2 separate regions of the Sus scrofa genome follow, and region 1 is linked to region 2. The links are chromatin contacts, called in public Hi-C maps. All regions are on one chromosome and are shown on one strand. The core of a region is the stretch at or near the end of the contact, and the rest is flanking DNA. Distances in the headings are between cores, read along the strand shown. Region 1 has its middle 380 kb from the start of AKR1E2. Region 2 has its middle 270 kb from the start of AKR1E2.

Region 1 (4,854 bases), core at 127-2,626, 110 kb after region 2:
GCGTCTCTGGAGCACTGGGAGGCAGGTTCGCGCCCCAGCCCAGCACACTGGGTTAATCAGATCCCACACCTGCAGCTGGGATCTGATTCCTGAGCAGGGACTCCATCGGCCGCGGGGCCGAAGAACAAGGAGGAGCCAGTGGGCATGGGTGGGAGGCGGAGGGCAGGCGCAGGCCCTCTGCCTTGGGACCCCTCCTCCCGAGCCCAGCCCTGGCGTGGGGGACTGCTCGGACCCCGCGGGACTTTCACAGGCCCGAGAAGGCAGCCCCTCTCTGATTCTGGGGCCGCGGGTAACACGACCTGGCAAGTTTGGTGCTTTGGGGTCACTGCTCTGTGTGAGGAGGGGCGCAGCGATGAGGACGGCCAGGCGGTCTTCTGTATTTTTATGTGAAGATAATGATGAGAACAGTCCGTATTATTTACTGGTGCAGATGGCACAGCTGGTGAGAGCGTGGACAGGGCCTGGGTCAGGGCGGAGCTTGGCCCCTGGCGGTGACCTGACGAGGGCGGAGTTCATTCTGCACAGAGAAGGGGCGCGAATGATCCCCTTTGCCGCGCGGCAGGGTTGTTGCGGGGATTGGTGGAGCTAAATGCAGGAAGGCTGAGGCCACGGGAGGCTCACGGTGTCCAGACCATTCTCTGCCCACGGCATCTCTGCTCCGTGAAACCCAAGAGCAGATGTAGTATCCTCTGCGCCAGCGAGACGCCGCGGCCCAGAGACGCTGGTTTGCCCAAAGGCCTTTCGTGGAGTAAAAGGGGGACTGCATATCCGAACCTGTCCCTGGTGTCGGCAGAGAGCCAGGGGTTCCCCACACCCTTCAGTCCCAGGCAGGCGGGGACAGAGGGCTCCCTGCTTCTGGCTCCACGTTGTTTTGCTGACATCATCCTACCCCAGTCAGTCCAAGGCTCTCTCCACCGTATTTTTCCCTTCTCCATTTCTGTCTCGGCCCCCACACGCCAACCAGTGATAGAAAACTTACGAAACTGCTTCGGGCCGGATTCCTGTGACAGCAAATGTCATGGGCGTCTCGACTGACTGGAAGGGGCGCACTCGGCGCGGAAGGCGGCTGCGGCGGCATCATTCGGGGCTAAACACTCCTATTTTGTTTTGTTCAACATCGTTCGTTTTCATTTATGAGGCAGAGGGAAATGGACACTTGCTGCCGTACCCTTTTAGAGAGAAGAGGTGCTCAGGAGTGAAAACAGACATTTTTGAAAGGTGGCACCAGTAAGAACTGAGGTTAGGCCTGTGAGTCATCAGGAGGGGACACGAAGGTCACTGACACAACCTGTGACTATTTAAAGGCAGGACTGCCTGGTCCCCACCCTTGGGGCACAGGGAGCAGAAACAATGTGTTCATTTTGTCCTGAAGGTTCCATCATGAGTCAGCATGGACTCGTTCTAAATATTTGCTTTTGGGGCGGGCAGAATTACTCAGCGTAGAAATGTAGGCAGCTGGAAATTTCAGTGGCCTTAGTATTCCCCCTGATTCCTAGCTCCCGTCAGTAGACACGTAGAGCCACAAAGTACGATTTTGACAGCTCACGTCCAGGCCGAGGAGAGGCGCATCTGTGAGGACACACAAAAGCTCAGTGATACAGTGTCTTTATCCTACGGAAAAAAATGTGGCTTTGATTCATTCTCAAGCTGGAATGTACTTGTGCGTTCAAATAAAGTCTGCCATCAGTTTTAGAGGGAGTTTGTATTGTGAGAGAAGCACAGCCAAAAAGGAAAAAATAAATTTTTTTCACGAGGCATGTGAAAAGTCATCAAACCCACGTGAAAGATCGTGGGCAGAATGCCGCTGCCTCAGTGGAAAGGGCTGTCCCGGTAACCCAGCGTTCACTGGGCCCCGGAGCACGGAGGCCTCCCGACGACCTCTGTCCATCAGGGACTCAGTGTGCAAACAAACATAAACAGAATCGGCCAGCACTTGGAAGATGTAGTGTATTTCCTGTGCATTATTATGGGAAAAAATAAACACACGTGTGAGTAAACGCTCAAAGAGCAGAGCAGGAATTATGCTGTTTTTCTGGCCGTCCTCTCTGGATAGCAAAGCAGTTTGTTTTTTCAAAGCAATTTGAAAAATGGGAAGAATTTTAGTACCTATTAAGGACGTGCTGTGTTTCTGTTCTCTGTGATTCCGACGTCACGCCCTATCTCAGCTGAGTCTTGACGTCATGCCTGGGTGGTGAGTATGGCCACTCCTGCGTGCAAGTGAGGAATCAAGGCGGAGGGAGGTCCCAGGGCACCCACGGGGCCCCCAGGCCTTGAACTAGATGTCCTGACACATGGTATGGGGAGACGGCAGGGCTGTCTGCGATCTTTGGGCAGGCAGCCTTCACATCGCCTGGCACCTGTTAGCAACGCCCAGTAACAGGCCCCACTGACCTTCATCCAGAATCCGCACGTGGCTGCATCCGGTTGATATACCCACGTCCCTACGCTGGACGGCTGCAGTTGACCAGGATCTCGTGGGGCTTCCTCTCAAGTATCCATGACACCACGTGCCCAGTCTCCCACCAGGCACCTCAGGCCTGGGGACCAAGTCTGTATGTCCTGGAGCCCAGCCTTTTCAGTTCCAAGCGCTGCGCAAATCATGGGTCTGCTTTTATGTCTGAGCGCCGTAGGCACTCGGTCAGGCATAGGGATTCAGCCCCAACCGCAGCTGAGTTCTAACCTCCTCTGAAAGCTGTGAAAGTGCAACCCTACTTAGACATGGTTGTGATAGCGGGAGAGGCGCCCACATCCACGGTTACGGCTTCTCCTCAGCATCCGAGCGTTCAGCAGGTGGAGCCGTCATTACCTTTCAACTCACTGTGGTAGGAAGGAAAAATAAAGTAGAGGCGTCTTTCCTAGACTCGCGAGCGGTAGTAGGTGTGAGTGATACAGGTGGCTTTCTAGGTTCTTACTCCACATTGGGTCACTGCCTTTTACTTCCTTGCTCGGTGGGGATGGACTTTCTCTTCCTGCCTGTGGACTACATGCCTGTCTTTTTAATAGACAGCTTTGGGACAAAGATGAAGACTTCCTATACCCAGAAATAACAAATTCAGTCTGTTAGTGAGTGAAAGGTTACCTCAGTTTTGAAAATTAGATTAATTTTAATGAAATACCACTTACCTAGGAGGCGCATTCATAGACTAAGTTTTAATGTTCACAGTTGGTTTGGGTGAAATTTATTCTTTACTTATTCCTTGCTTTCTAAACTGCGTCGTTGCTTTTATTTCAAATCCAAAGTAACTCAGTAAAATATTTCCAAACTCTTATAACCCGGTTTTAGCCGCTGGTGTGTTACTATGAAGATAGTTAATTATTGCTGAGCAGTGACCTGCTGATCAAACTCAAGATGGACAAATACAAGCAGTAGCCCAACCAGCAGATTTGCTTATTTTTTTCCATCAAATGATTTAAAATAATTACCTCTTCCTAGGAAGGCCAGGTCGTTAACCCCCTCTTCCCTAGTAGTTCTGACATGCTAATGTTTGGAATCAGCCAGACTACAGGACCAAAATACAGCAGAGCCAAACTGCGGGCTCACGTGTTCCCAGAAAGGCTCCTGGGAAAGGAACAGGGCACCTGCCGGTCGTCACATTCGGTCTTCAGAAGCCTGGGCCCTTTCCTCATTGGATGTTCATAGTTATGCTTGGGTACAATTGGACATTAGAAAATACATCTGCATTTTTTTTCAGGTGTTAGTGAATATTTGAATTAAACTGTGTTCGGCAGAGACCAGGTGTCTGTGGAAGGTCCGATGTCTATGGGAGAATTTTAGTGGACATCTTTCCCTATTTTCTTTCTTTTTTTTTTTTTTTTTTTTTGTCTTTTTGCCATTTCCAGGGCCTCTCCCGCGGCATATGGAGGTTCCCAGGCTAGGGGTCGAATCGGAGCTGTAGCCACCGGCCTATGCCAGAGCCACAGCAATGCAGGATCCGAGCCACGTCTGCAACCTACACCACAGCTCACGGCAACGCCGGATCGTTAACCCACTGAGCAAGCGCAGGGACCGAACCCGCAACCTCGTCACTCCTAGTCGGGTTTGTTAACCACTGCGCCACGACGGAACCTCCCCCTATTTTCTAAGTTATCAAACACTTCAAGTTTTTCACACTACCTCAGATAAACTTTTAATGACATGTTAATAAATGACTGAAAATAAGCCATCGTTTGTAACTTTTATGGAGACCCTGAGAGTTCACTTGTCATAAGGAGCAGCTCTGATAGAGCCGGGGTCACCTAAGTGGAGGCAGGGGTCTTCCCACTGCAGACTCGCGGTGTGGGTAGATGCAGGTGGCTCTTTGGCAGATCAGGGCTTTGATTCCCCCCATGGACCCTTCTCCCCGACACAGAAACTCACAGTGGACTTCAGAGCCTTTTGGGGTCCAAGGAGCCGTGAGCCGCTGGCAGTCACGGCCCCAGAGGCTTGTGGTCCCTTTGATCCCGAGGTGTAGTCACAGTGGCTTTGAAAGTCAGGAAGTGAGCTTGAGAGTGGGTCCCTTTGTCTTCCTGGGGGGGCCTGCAGATCCTCCCTGGACGCGCATCTGAGCCCCCCCCCCCCCCGCCCACAAGAGCACCGATGGGGCTTTCGCAGCTCTCCGGTCCCCACCAGTTCTCATGGGATTGGGATGGGGCGTAGGCTGTTAAACATCTCCCCACGTGATGCTAGAATCACAGTGGCTGAACTTCCCATTTGAAATGATTAGCCCCTTCGAGGGACCGATCAGTAGACCCTCCCATCTCGGGGAAACTAAAGGGAGCGGCTTCCTCCAGCTTGGACGTGGTACAGAGCACGCAAACAAGCAAGCGGACGAATCAAATCAAATAAAGGAAAAACAGCAGCCACAGAATAAGGAA
Region 2 (4,846 bases), core at 204-2,703:
CTTTTTTTTTTTTGCATTTCTTATTTAAATGCTTTTTTAGCCTAAAAATAGTTTGACACGTCCAGGAATCCACTATTGCTTCTTAATACTGTATTAAAGTTAAAAAATAGCCTAACAAATCTAATGTACTGAGATAGTTGCTCAAGTTAAAAGCGGAAGATCTGTACCTGAGAATAAACATAGAGGACTGATCTTAGTAGAAATAGGCAGCAATATTTTAAAGAGAAGCTCTTTTTTTCTGAATCCTTTTGTTACCTTATTTTCCCCTTACCTCCTCACTTCGCTGAGTATAAAACAAAGAAAGGAAATTGGCAGCAGATTCAGTAGGATTTCAGAGCCCCAGAGGACAGAGGAAACAGGTGCTGATGCTGCAGCTGTATCCATTTGTGATGGTGCACGCCCAAGGAGATGCATGTACCTTTTCGGCGTAGAAACAGCCGTCACAGAACTATCACAGAGGTATGAGTGCCGATGCCAGACCTGCTTAGGTGCAGTTGCATTCGACCCCTCTGCTCTCTCTCTGCAAAGGTCTGGGAAGAATCACTTTCTAACACAGGGGAGGAGAGCTGTTCCTATAAACAGTGTAAATATGTTTTCTAGTTGAGAGCCTGGTGTGCCCTTCGAAATCATCCCTCATAATTGAGCAAGATGTCCTCGTACAAAGCGCTTTTAGAAATAATGCCAGACGTATTTCACGAGGGGTAGCGGAGCTCTGAAATGAATTACAGAGACTGTTAGGAGAGTGCCTGAAAACTGAGAACTCAGATCTCTAGCTCTGCTTGTCAGATCCAAACCACTTCCGACATCCGACATTTATTATTTTCCGAGTCTCCCGCTGCATGGCCATCTTTCTTCCTTATCCCCAAATATACCTAAACTTAAAACTATAGACATGTAACTGTATGTAAATATGCATATACACAAAGGTTCGATCCAGACTTTGAGATGTTGCTTTCTGCTGGATGGAGAGGATTGGAAAGACAAAATTGACGATGCTCCATGGTATGAATTTCTGCGTCACCAAGTCTAACATTTGGTCTCTTGCAGATTTTTGAGGTGGTATTATAGATACATACAAATAATCACTGAAATTCAGTTTGGCTTTGACGACGTGTCCAATCGGAGATGTTCTGTCCCCATAGAAATCCACTTTTAAGACAGAGATTTTACTACGCTCTTAAGTAGATGTTTTACTTAATCAGACGGGTTTGGATAATTATTAACATTGTTTTTCATCACAATTTTAACGAGCAATTGCTGGATGATTTGCCAAGCCCCCTCCGCCAGTCTCTGACTGAGGGCTGACCCATCTGCAGCCCACGTGGTCACATGGGTGACTCCCAGTCCTTGCATTGGCCTTGTATTTTGGCTGCAATCAGCTACTTAGACTAGGCTAGTCACAGCTCATTCCAAGGACTTTGCAGCTGGGAGTAAGAGACCTGTGCTATTTCCTTCCCACAGGCTGGATCCTTACCACGTTGGAAACTTTTGGCAGCCTTGACTTCTACCATGTGGAAGAGTGAGGCAGAGGAAGCAGCTGCAAAGAGAAAAGAGCGAAGCAGACGTACAGAGGATGTTTCGCCAAGACCTTCCTTCCAGATGGGCCTCAGAAATAACTCAGAGCATCTGCTCTTCAGGTTTCCTTTTTTTCATCTCCTAGGGTTTCATGCTGCAAATAAATACACGTTGTAAAAAACCTTGTAAGTAAAATGCCAAAAGGTTCTGTGCATAAAGAAGTATAGACTCACGAGTACAAGTGACCATTAGAAACAATCAGTAAATAATGCCTCGTCTGAAGTTATTCTCAAAAAACTCACATACATCATAATGAATGGCACAAAAACACATGTTCAGGAAAGCAAATTTATAAGCGACTAAAACATCTGAATGGCTTCAAAGGGATTCCAAATATGACATAAATACACTAACATGAGAGGGGAAGCTGGAAATGGCTCCAGGAATTTATTCTCTCAAAGCGCTAATAGCTTTAGAAAATTGAGTAACACATCCGCTAATGGGCTAAGCAATGTCTTTATCAAACAATTTTTCCTGGCTCATACTGGCTGTGAATTAGTATTCGGTGGTACGTAGGAAAGCGTGTATTTTTCATGAAAGATTTTATCATACTTCCCCCAAGCTATGGAACATTGCATGCTAAACCATAAGCCGAATCACCTATTTTAAGCATCATACTTATTTCTATTATCTACGACAGGCTATAGCGTTCCTCTGATGTTCACAACCCCTCTAAATGTATTCACATTCTTTTTGGTATCTCTCTCCCAAGGTTCATCCAAGCTTTGCATATGAAAGCTTTCCCACCAATGTTCTTGAGGAACAAGAATTACAGAGATATTATATCAAGACTTCTGTTAAATAACTTCTAACAGAATGGTCAATCCTTTTTAATCATCATTCAGCAAGTAACAAATACCTCATAAATGTCTTTCCTGTATCATACAGCTCTGACCTAGTGCCTCTCCGGACTTCATAAAATGCAAAGTCAAAAGAAAGAGATGTCATAATATCACTTTGGGTTAGTTGCCTGGGAATGACATAAACCACCTTCTCTTTTTGAATTAAAAATTTTGATAAGCAATAATTTCCACTGGTTTTGCATATCTTTTTGTTGTCTGTCCAACGAAATAACTCTAGATTATTTGTAATTTAGAAATAATTTTATTCCTTTTCTTTCTTTCTTTTTTTTTTTTTTGCTTTTTAGGGCCACACTTGTGGCATATGGAAGTTCCCAGGCTAGGGCTCAAATCAGAGCTGCAGCTGCCAGCCTAAACCACGGCCCCAGCAATTCCAGATCTGAGCCACATCTGTGACCTATACCACAGCTCACAGCAACCTACACCATAGCTCACACCAGATCCTTAACCCATTGAATGAGGCCAGGAATAAAACCCGCATCCTCTTGGGTACTAGCTGGGTTTGTTACTGTTGAGCCACAAGGGGAACTCCTAGAAATAATTTCAAATGAAAAGGTATTTGCAGGACTCAAAGAATCTTTTTTTTCCTCCTGAACCACAGTGTCTCATCCAGCTTAAACGCTTTAGTGCATATTTCTTATAAACAAGAACATTCTCCTTCACAACCAATATACATCAAAATCAGGAAATTAACATTACACGTTATCATCATCTAACCTAGAGGCCCATTCAAGTTTTGCCAACTGTTCCCATAATTTCCCCCGGGAATCTAGAAGAGCCAACTCAGATGACATCCTGCATTAAATTGCCCGATCTCTCTAGTCTCCTTCAGTCTGAAATAGCTCTCAGACTTTCCTTGTCTTTCATGACCTTGAAACTTTGGAAGATTCCAGGACAGTTGTTTTCACAGATCTCCATGAAATTCAAGACTCTGATGGAAACAAGAAAGCAAGTTACCTCTTCCATGACTGCTTTCCTTTTTCTTCCTCCAGCTTCCAAAACAAACAAACACATACATATATATGTACAATAATTTTAGATAAAAACATTGAAATTTTATCTCAATTGTCTAACAAAACAGGAAGAAAACTCACAGGTAGGTGTAGAATTAAAAGACACATTTGTACAATGGCGCTCTGGAATTGAAGACGCTTACAGAAATCACGTCAGCCCTAAAATCTGTCAGGACAGGAATATTCACCGGATCTCCCTGTGGCCAAAGAACCTCGGGTCTTGACATTCCCCTCATTGTCAAAACTGACATGAATCTAAAAACAATGAGACATGATCTGTTTCACTTACCACCCCAAATTCCTATTCTCCTCCTCTTCAAAATTGTCAGGAGACTCACAACTGCCTAAACGGCCATGGGAAGAAAAATCTGTTGTTAATTTCATTGGTTCCAGCTTCTCTACTCAGCAGGATGTATGGATCGTGCGTCCAAGTTTTAAAAGGATGTTGTCATCTTATGGCTGTGGTAAATGCTGCCATGTTTAACTGGGTGGTTTTACAAAGTATTAATGGTATAAATGAATCACATTTTGAATACCTGGAAATAACATGGGATTTTTCTGCACGTTGAAAAAAAGAAAAATCTCTTTCGAAGACAAGGATGGTTGGGAAAGATCTGATGTTGGGAATTTGCTTTAAGATACTGAGTAACTCAAACCCACTAGGATAGTTATTACATGAAAACAAACCAACCAGACAAGAAACGTTAGTGAGGATGTGGCGAAGCTGGAATCCTTGCGTTACTGGCCGGAATGTTTACATGGTGCAGCCACTGTATAAACAATACGGTAATTCCTAAAAATTAAAACAGAATTGCTCTGTGATCCCATAATCCCACATCCCATGGGCAATGGGTTCCAGTTCCCCTTGCCCACATCTCTGGCAGCATTTGAGGTTTGTCTGTATTTTGGACGTTGGTCCTTCTATTGGTTAACGCAGCATTATCTCCTTGTCGTTTTCATTTCCAGTTCCCTGATGACGTACGATGTGGAGCATTTTTTTCAGGAGCTTATTTGCCACCTGTATATCTTCTTCACTGAGGTGACTGTTTAGGTCTTTCTTTTTTTTTTGACCTATCTTTTTTTTTTTACCGTTGACTTTTTAAGAGTTATTTTTATATTTCTGATAAGAGGACTTTATCAGATGTATCTTTTGCAAATATTTTCTCCCAGTTTGTAGCTTATCTTCTTACTAATTTTTTTGAGTTAATTTTTTAGCAAACAGATTTTATGTATTCTACCAACTCAATACTCAAAAAGGGCCATGAGCAGCAAAATTAAATCAGTCTTAAGGCTCTGATGATTTCTTATAAGTAGGTGGTTTTGCTTCCCCCGAAACATGAGCTAAAGGTCGAAGTGCATTTCTAAATTTTTATTTTACTCTACATTTGTGTGGTTCAC

The links. Hi-C and Micro-C count contacts between places; a contact is called where the count stands out from the background.
Region 1: a Hi-C map of skeletal muscle shows a contact between it and region 2, with 2.0 times the contacts expected there. The contact joins two enhancer-like sites. A contact is called at or near these places in 4 of 47 Hi-C or Micro-C datasets (embryonic fibroblasts, heart right ventricle and skeletal muscle) and 1 of 2 datasets of contacts at active chromatin or transcription factors (skeletal muscle).

The regions. Positions count from the first base shown.
Region 1 is chr10:66,068,020-66,072,873 of Sscrofa11.1, forward strand. No RefSeq gene overlaps it. Among named protein-coding and RNA genes, the nearest start is that of AKR1E2, 380 kb to the left of the region's middle. Within about 2 kb of position 1,377, at least 26 of the 83 cell types and tissues checked have an H3K27ac peak or open chromatin away from gene starts, as enhancers often do. A contact at or near this core is called in skeletal muscle, where this site is marked.
Region 2 is chr10:65,960,173-65,965,018 of Sscrofa11.1, forward strand. No RefSeq gene overlaps it. Among named protein-coding and RNA genes, the nearest start is that of AKR1E2, 270 kb to the left of the region's middle. Within about 2 kb of position 1,454, at least 6 of the 83 cell types and tissues checked have an H3K27ac peak or open chromatin away from gene starts, as enhancers often do. A contact at or near this core is called in skeletal muscle, where this site is marked.